Linked DNA regions of Mus musculus: all the other regions are linked to region 3. A link is a contact called in public HiChIP or PLAC-seq and promoter capture Hi-C data. All regions are on one chromosome and are shown on one strand. Each heading gives the region's core, a stretch centred on a gene start, on an enhancer-like site or on the middle of the called end of the contact. The rest is flanking DNA. Distances are from core to core; before and after follow the strand shown. Region 1 holds the start of Micall1 (microtubule associated monooxygenase, calponin and LIM domain containing -like 1). Region 2 holds the start of Pla2g6 (phospholipase A2, group VI). Region 3 holds the start of Fam83f (family with sequence similarity 83, member F).

Evidence for each region. Promoter capture Hi-C pulls out the DNA fragments that hold promoters and counts their contacts. HiChIP or PLAC-seq counts read pairs in DNA pulled down with a chosen protein or histone mark.
Region 1: a contact with region 3 is called in a promoter capture Hi-C map of liver, with 3 times the contacts expected there. The contact joins the promoter of Micall1 here to the promoter of Fam83f in region 3. A contact is called at or near these places in 1 of 39 promoter capture datasets (liver) and 1 of 115 datasets of contacts at active chromatin or transcription factors (pancreatic cancer cells).
Region 2: an HNF4G HiChIP or PLAC-seq map of pancreatic cancer cells shows a contact between it and region 3. The contact joins the promoter of Pla2g6 here to the promoter of Fam83f in region 3. A contact is called at or near these places in 2 of 39 promoter capture datasets (both in liver) and 1 of 115 datasets of contacts at active chromatin or transcription factors (pancreatic cancer cells).

What each region holds. Positions count from the first base shown.
Region 1 is chr15:79,107,501-79,110,251 of GRCm38.p6, reverse strand. It overlaps Micall1 (microtubule associated monooxygenase, calponin and LIM domain containing -like 1), which reads right to left and starts at 1,269. Exons shown (of 16, transcript NM_177461.1): 1 at 823-1,269. The coding sequence starts at 968.
Region 2 is chr15:79,326,764-79,329,694 of GRCm38.p6, reverse strand. It overlaps Pla2g6 (phospholipase A2, group VI), which reads left to right and starts at 1,324. Exons shown (of 17, transcript NM_001199023.1): 1 at 1,324-2,060.
Region 3 is chr15:80,670,487-80,673,229 of GRCm38.p6, reverse strand. Fam83f (family with sequence similarity 83, member F) reads right to left here and starts at 1,383. Exons shown (of 5, transcript NM_145986.2): 1 at 843-1,383. The coding sequence starts at 1,313.

The DNA of each region.
Region 1 (2,751 bases), core at 20-2,519, 1.6 Mb after region 3:
TCGAGGTGGTTTGGGGAAGTAGTGTACCCGCAGTCACCTGACAGCCATTTAGCTAGGAACCCTGTGCCAGAAACGGGGTTAGTGCCCTACAGAGTATCTGCCCAAAGTGCCTTACAAAAGCTTTCTCCTCCATCCCTCTAGGTTCTTTGCGCCTTAAATGTAAATGGCAAACTAGCTGAAGAGAGAATTAAAACTAATGACCTACATTCCCACGGAAGTCCCACAAAATATGGGACTTGCTGTGCCGGATGATAGCCGCTTATCTATAGAAAGGAATGGGGTTTGTCTTCTAGGGGAGGGAAGGATGGGGAAGTGAGTAAAGCCGAAGCCCGGCAGCTTCTCCCAGGTAGGAAGTGATCTGGGGCCGCATTCTTTCTGAAGACCCTTTCCGGTAGGTGCCCTTACAAAGATGTAAATTTCTATTAGAAAGAAGTCAGCCTCCCAGAGCACCCGGGGACCAGCTCGAACTTAAAGGAAGCCTAACTGGGGGAGTGGCATATTCTCATCTCCTACAGTCAAGTTTGGGGTTACTATGCTCTGACGCCAATGGAGGAAGCGAGGCTCAGTATTTCTGCTGGAGCCTAGAGTAACGACGTCCCGAAGGACGGGTCAGAGTTCCCTCTTAGAGGTCAGAGCCTGACACCAGTGGCCCGAGGTGGGGGAGGGGGTGCACGGTCTTGGGGTCTCGGGTGGCCCTGCTCCGCGTTCAGAAGCGGCGGGTGTGAGGTCCCGGACCTCTCAGGGCGGCGCGTGCCACCGCGTCATTGAGGGGAGCGGCGGTCCCCAGCCCCGCGTGCTCGCTCGCGCACCCCGGGCACTCACAGCAGGTCGGGCCGGTGCCGGTGCAGGATGGCGCAGAAAGCCAGGCCGTCCCGGAAGGAGCTGCTCAGGTCGCGGATGTCCACGCCGCGGTAGCCCTCGCACTGGCGGCGACACCAGGCCAGGAGAGCGCCCCGCGGCCCCGCCATGGCAGGCCCGGCTCGGAGACGGCCCGGACTGGGGCTCGGACTTGGGCTCCGGTTCGTGTGGCTCCGACTCGGGGTCAGGTGGCACTGGGCTGCCGCTTGCGCTCCGGCAGGGCCAGTTTCCGGCTGTGTCTGCGGCGCGGCTCGGAGGTCGGGGCGCCACCGGCGGCCGGGGCGGGGCCTCGGTGTCTTCGCTCCGCTCTGGCGCGGCTAGGGCTGCGGACTCGGCTCCCGACCCCGCCCGGCCAGCCTGCCCCGACCTGCCCGCGAAGCCTCCGCCCCGCGTGGCCCGGCCCGGGCGGCCGCCGCTTACTCACCGCGGCCCGCTGTCCTCATTGTGGGCCGGCCGCGGGCGCCCACCGCCTCCGTCCCCGCCCCTGCCCGCCCGCGTCGCGGGGGAGCGCGAGGAGGATGGGGCCCCACCCTGCGGCCCCGCCCCCGCCGTCGAGCCCCTTCCCCGGAAGGGCGGACGCCCCACATAGCCCCTCTCCTCCAGATCGAGTCAACCCTTCCCTTGGGGAGCCCCTCCTGGAAGAAGGGACAACTCCTCGCTGGCTAGCCCCTCCCCAACGCCACCCCGCAGTCTCCCCAGGCCCTCCTACCCCAAGAGGTGGGACACTCTGGCTTTGCTGCTAGCCTGCCTCAAGCTCACCCTTAGGAACCTTCAGATTCTCCTCACTGACTTCTCTGAACCACACCCACGACTGGTCTGAAAGTCGAGGCACTTTCCCCACAGATCCCAGACCTCCAGATGGCCACCAGCTTTCTTCCATACCCCACCGCGCTACAACACTTCGAACGCCCGCCCCTCCCCCCACGGCCTGCCTAGGGGATCCAAACACCTTTACTACCACCAGGCCAGAGAGCTATGTAGTATGACAGGCTGGGGACCCCACAACCAAGTTGGTCCTTTCTGGTTCCCTCTCTCCGTGTAAACTAGGGGATCATAGATCCTTCCGGGGCTCTGTCTCTTCAACTTTTAGAATGGCTGGGCTCTTGCTGAAAGGACCTAGAAACCGACACAGAGGAAAACCTCTGCTTCCAACGCCTGGTTTGATAGTTTCTTCAAGACCCCACCAGGAGACCCCTCCCCCAGAGGCGCCTCCTAAATAAACCCAGGCTGATGAATCAGCCCCGCAGAGATGGTGACATCACTCTGACCTATGTGTAGCTTGTAGGAATGAGTCTGCTGCTCCCTTCTGAGGGAATGAACAGGGTTTTAGTCATCTGAAACAGGATTTTGGAGTTCTGTTAACCCAGGCTCAAATCCTGGTTCCCTCCCTCCCCAGCAACGTGATCTTGTGTCACCTTGAATTATAGTTTCATATCTTGAAAATGAAGATAGAGCCTTGTAGTTTATGCCCGAGAGGTGCTTGCCAGCCTGGGCTACAAGAGACTTGTTTCAAAACTTAAAAACTGGGCAGAAGCTGGGCATTGGTGGTGCATGCCTGTAAGCCCAGCACTCGGAGGCAGAGGCAGGTGGATTTCTGAGTTCGAGGCCAACCTGGTCTACAGAGTGAGTTCCAGGACAGCCAGGGCTACACAGAGAAACCCTGTCTTGAAACCGCCCCCCCCCCAAAAAAAAAAACTGGGCAGAATGGCTCAAGTGTTCATACATGGCTTGAAGGAATCCTGAGGTTACAATATAAAACTGTCTCAAAAATAAATTGGAGCCTGATATGGTGGCTACCTTTATCCCAACAATCAAGAGTCAGGTGGGTCTCTGGATGTTGAAGGTAAGCTGGATATAGAGTGAGTTCCAGGACAACCAGAGTTATAGAAACCC
Region 2 (2,931 bases), core at 75-2,574, 1.3 Mb after region 3:
TATTTATTTATCTATTTACCTATCTATCTATCTATCTATCTATTTATTTATTTATTTATGGTATGAGTGCTCTGTGTGCATGTATGCCTGCATGCCAGGAGAGGGCACTAGATCCCATTACAGATGGTTGAGAGCTACCATGTGGTTGCTGGAATTGAACTCAGGACCTCTGGAAGAACAGCCAGTGGTCTTAACCGAGGAACCATCTCACCAGCCCCCGCGTTATTCACTTTAATTCCATCTATTGGAATTCCATGATAGTTAGGCATGAGGTCTGAGTCTTCTCAGTGACAATCACCTATTCCCAGACGCAACCGCAGCTACTTCTCAGCCTCACAGAGGTCATTCAAGTAAAATCCTACTAAAAGTGCTAAGATTCCTCCAGACATCCATTCATTTATTTATTGAGAGACAGAGTGCCAGGTTGGGATTCAACTGAACTAGTTGTGGCTGGGTTTGAACTCCTGATCCAGCATCCAAATGTTGAGATTGTACGTGTGCAATAACCACACCCAGAATTGCCTGGCATCTTGAGGTAGAGTTGGTAGGCAACAAATACAGTTTTATCACTTGCCACTAGGCTTGTTCGGGGGCTGGTTAGATACCTCAGTAGGAAAAGTGCTTGTGAAGTTGTCACAATGATCTGAGTTCGATACCCAGCACCCACGGAAAAAGGTAAATGTTTTAAACTTCAAAGCTGGGAAAGAGGAAACAAGAAGCCTCCTGGAGTTCCATAGCCAGCTAGGCTAACCCAGTGGGGGAGCTCCAGATTCAGTGGGAGACCCTATCTCAAAAAAAAAAAAAAAAAAAAAAAAAAAAAAAAAAAGCTTGTGGCACACACCAGGCAATCTGAGTTCATAGCCAGCTTGGTCTACAGAAACCCTATGTTGGCCACCACCCACCACACATATGCGCGCGCGTATTACCTCCCTCCCCACCTGAAAGTTTTTTTTATTTTGTCTTATTTCAACCTAACCGTTAATTCCATATTTTTATTTGCAATTTGGTTTGGGAGAACCTGGCAACATCAAAGCAGGCTCTTCCCGGTTATATCCTGTGGCTTTATTGATTTTCTTTCTTATTATCTTCATGTGTTGCCAGAAACAGAAAAGTTCAGAGTCCGAGCCACCCTGGATTCCTTGAGGTCGAAGGGAGCCGGGAACAGCCTCCTGCCCTTTATCAACACGTCAGCCAAACTGCCCTCACGAGAAACTTCCGCCCGCCCGAGGCATGGCCCCCATCAGCCACGCAGAATTGGCTTCAGTCAGAAGCCCGACCGCCCCCTGGCAACAGAAGCGGCTTCCATTGGGCAGTTATAGAAGATGGCGGCGCCTGACCGCGTGCGAGGTCCACGCTTGGGGTCGGGGCCACAGCCTGCCTGCGGCATGGGCTCGGTGGATTGGTGGAGAGCCGTAGTGTCGTCACGTGGGCGGGGCGCGTCAGTTTGCGGAAGTAGGAGGGCTGAGAAGTGCTGAGTAAGCCGAGGTGAGTGACGGCGCGGCGGGGGCGGGGCCTGACGGCCCTTTCCCAAACCTCCTGGTGCCCCTGTCTTGAATGTCGTCACCTGGACCCTGCTTAGGACCGGCCTCGTGTCTGCGACTCTGAGGCATGTCCTCCGTTAACTCCTATCTGGCCTCCTTGAGTGCTCCCGGCTTCTGTCCTTTCATCCCCTGGCGTCCCCAACTCCCATCCGGTGACCGCATTCTTCTCCGTTGCCGCCCTCAGTTTCCCAACTTCCAAAATCAACCCTTCTCCCAATTCATTGCCCGACTTTCACCCTGGACTGTCCACTGTCCCCAGCTCCTCTCTCTGCGCTTCTGAGTGCTCCTGGTTTTCTGCCTCATTGCCCGATTTCCCCCACGCCACCTGCTTCCTGCGTCCGTCCCTTTGTGCCCAACCCCTGAGCCCCCATTTCTAACTCCCTGCTTATCTTCTCTTGTGCCTCCGGTTTCCATTTGCTCCCCCGTGTGTTTTTCCCAGTTCTCTAGCCTCCAATCCTGGGTTCACCTCCAGCTCCCTCCGATGACCTGGAAGCTGGCGACTAGGAGCCTGTGACCCAGGTGACTGTGACTAGGGATTTGGGTGTGAGTGCGACTGGGAGGGCACAAGGGTTTATGGATCTCTGCCTGTATTTTTAATGGGCAGTTCACATGATCGCAAACAAATACCAATCCTTCCTCTAAAGTTCCCCCACCTGCCCTCTTGCCAGCCCGACAGGATTGGGCAGGTTTGGTTTGGCCTCGTTGAAGCTCCACCCTTAGACTAGTGCAGTGTTTTGTTCTGGTCTCTGCCTTCACGTGGTTCTGGAGCTTGGAGGCCATGCTCTGTTCTTGTCTGTTTTCTCACTGTGCCAGATAGGACTGAATTTTCTGCCCACATTAGTGACTGCCACGAGGCTCAGTATTTGAATGAGAAGATGTAGAAGACAAGGCTTGGTGACCAGTGTGGCCCTGTACAAGCTCCCTGCTTTGCTGTTGTTTCATAGGCAGGATGGAAAGGGCTGGGGGATAGGGAGAGAGAGGACCAAAGGGAGAGCATTCCCCTTTGTTCATGTTTTCAGTGTTTATTAATCACCCTGACAACCAGGCGCTTTTATTTCTGTTACCTTTATTCTCTGCTCCCTTTCCACTGAGCAAATATTGATGTAGCTAGCGCCCGCCCGCTGTTCCTGCTTAGCCTGGGGAAGGGAGGCCAGTGACCTCCTTTGCCAGGGTCATGCTAATACCTTTGGGGCTAGGTTTTCACTGTAGAGAGTCCCCAGTTTATTTATTTTTTTAAATTATTTTTATTTTATACATATGAATGTTTTTCCCGGATCTATGTAAGTACACTCCATGCATGCTGAATTCACTCGGATCTGGAATTAAAGGACTTGTGGGGGCTGGAGAGATGGCTCAGCAGTTAAGAGCATTGACTGCTCTTCCATAGGTC
Region 3 (2,743 bases), core at 134-2,633:
CAATGCAGCCGCCGTGCAGCTTATTTGGAATAAAAAGATACAAAAAGACCTATTTGAAGTTTGAATTTAATGCAATAGCCCACATTTTATCTGGAAACTACCCAAGTACCCAAGGGCACAGAGGAAAAGATTAGTCTTTCACCTACCCCACAGCCAGCTGTCCAACTGGTATTCTAACCAGGCTCCTTGGAAACATCTCTCAACACCCAAGCAGAGCAGATGGGCAAAGTAGGAGCCTCTTCCTGAGCTTGGTCCAGTGCTTTGTGGGAGCACCCAACACTGGGCCAAGCCACTGCTAGAGCTTAAAATAGCGTTCCTCATTCATTTGAGCCTGCTTGGGCTCTAGTGCCAAGCCCAGGAGAGGATGATAATGGGAAAGTCGGGTTGTTTGGGGGAGAAAGGCTCCTAAGAAAAGCTCATCTGGCCCAGAGGGGAAGGGAGGCTATTACCAACTTCATGCGATTGTGAAGATCAAATAGGGAAACGGCCGAGGATACGCCTTGTAAATAAATCCCTGGTGATAGTTCATGATCAAGCCCTTTGAGTGGCTAGTTTAGCACAGGGCCTCACAACTGTCACACTGCCCAAGGAAGATGGATGGTGACAGAGGTATACCAACACAAGGCTAGCGCACCTAGACACTGTAGTAAGAAAAACCAGTGCTTTGCCACGAACTTACACATCCATCTTTCAAAAGGTCTCATCACAGCTGCACAAGGTGAGCGCCAGCGGGGGTCCATTTCCCAGAGGATGGTGAGAGTGGCCCGCAAGTGAGACCAGGCAGGGGAGTGTGTGTGTGTGTGGGGGGTCCCTCTGGTGCAGGACTGGGGCCCGAGGCCTACCTTCTGGGCCTGCTGGATCATCTGCCTGACCACCTGCTTCAGGTGCGGTGCCTTCTCTTCTTTGGGCGGGTGGGTGAAGAGCGTGACTCGGCTCACACCGCGGTAGAAGTTGGTGTCTGTCCACCCCAGGTCCAGTGGGGGCACTTCGGTGTCCGAGCGGTCTGGCCAGTAGGCCAGGGACTCAGTGGGCTGGGCCGGGACCTTGGCCTTGGCCTTAGCCTTGGCACGGGTGCTGGAGACTGCCTCCTCGTAGGGGCTCCAGGCGGCGCAGAGGGCCTGGCGCTCCTGGCTGGAGAGGAAGTCCCGCAGCCGCTCCTTCTTGACCAGTTCGCGGTAGGCCTGCTCGCCTCCACCCAGCAGCGCCTCCAGCGCGGCCCGCCGCCTCTCGCAGTAGTAGAAAGCTGCATGTGCCTCGGTCACCCTCTCGTTCACGTGCGCCTCGTCCAGGCAGCTCAGTTGGGACTCGGCCATGGCGCCCCAGCCCTGTCCCGGGGCCCCAGGCTCGGACCCTGCTGTCCCCACCGCCGCACCTGGAGCGCTCGAGGGGCGGGGCGCCTCACCTGGCCGCGAGGTCCGCCTCGGCCCGCCCAGCGATCGCCAGTCGGCCAATCGGCGCGGGCCCCGGTGCGGGCGCGGCCGTCGGGCGGAGAGGGACCGCCGCCTCTGCAGGGCTTGCGGGGACCTCACGGGCGGCTCAGCCGACGCCCTGCGTCTCTGGCCTACTTAGCCCGGCTGGGGTGCAGAGTGTCGGCGTGGAAGTGAAAGCCCGGCTGTGGTCAGAGGCACGTGCGGCCTTTGAGTCACGCCCGCCTCCCAGCTGCGACCCATCAGTGCAGGGAAGGTCGGCGACCTGACCCCTTTACGCCTCCAGCACCCTCGGGACTCAGCCCCGCGGGTACAGCCTCATCTTCCCGCAGGCAGGGCCCAGAGCACGTGTTCTAGTCCGGACGCCTGCGGAATTTAGTAGCATCCTGACCCACTCCGGCCTTCAGGGTCCAAGTGTGTGTGCTGTTGGGCTAGATCGTCGGACTGTGTAGGGGGCAGTCTGTGTGGGAAAGCAAAGATGCTAATGAAATCCCTAGTTCTCCCGCCCACGCGTCCCAGTTCTGAGATCAGAGGCCTCCAGGGGCTGTCAATTCAACACCAACACCGTCACTACAAAATTTTTTTCTCCTAAAAGAATCACCCAAATAGCAAAGATGTAAGCAGGAGGCAGTGGATTTGCCCCTCATTTTAATTTGAAGTGGTGTGTGCGTGTGTTTGGGCCTGATAGGCTGCCAGAGGCCTGATTACTATATTAGCGATTCAAAATACATGTTTGAGCCCAAGGAAGGAAGCTGAGCACAGACACGCGCGTGCACACCACCACCATCACCACCAGAGGATCTGCTGTTTCCCATTGGATTAAATACAATCTTCTTAGTCATTAACATATTATTTTGTTCGTGTGCTGCTGTACAATTTTGATTCTCCACATTCAAAATATTTTCAGATCATAGCAACCAAAGGTTCACATTTCTCTCATTTTGTAGCACAGCGACTTGGAGCTGGAAGGAGCTTTAGAAATGAGTCCAACCCCCTCATTTCACAAACGAGGAAATTGAGGCCTAGAAATAAATGCTTTTCTATATCTCCCGAGAAAGGAGCGGCTAAGCAAAGGAACTGCTATGCTCTCTGCGGTGAGGGAGGTCCTTTCCCAACATGTGGCCTCCTTTGCTTGTTCTTATAAAGAAACAGAGGTTATTGGGGTTATTAGGGGTGTGTATGAAGGAGTCAATAGGCATCTCTCTCTCTCTCTCTCTCCCTCTCTCTCTCTCCTTCCTTCTATCTCTCTCTCACTCCTTCCTTCTCTCTCTCTCTCTCACTCCTTCTCTCTCACTCCTTCCTTCTCTCTCTCTCTC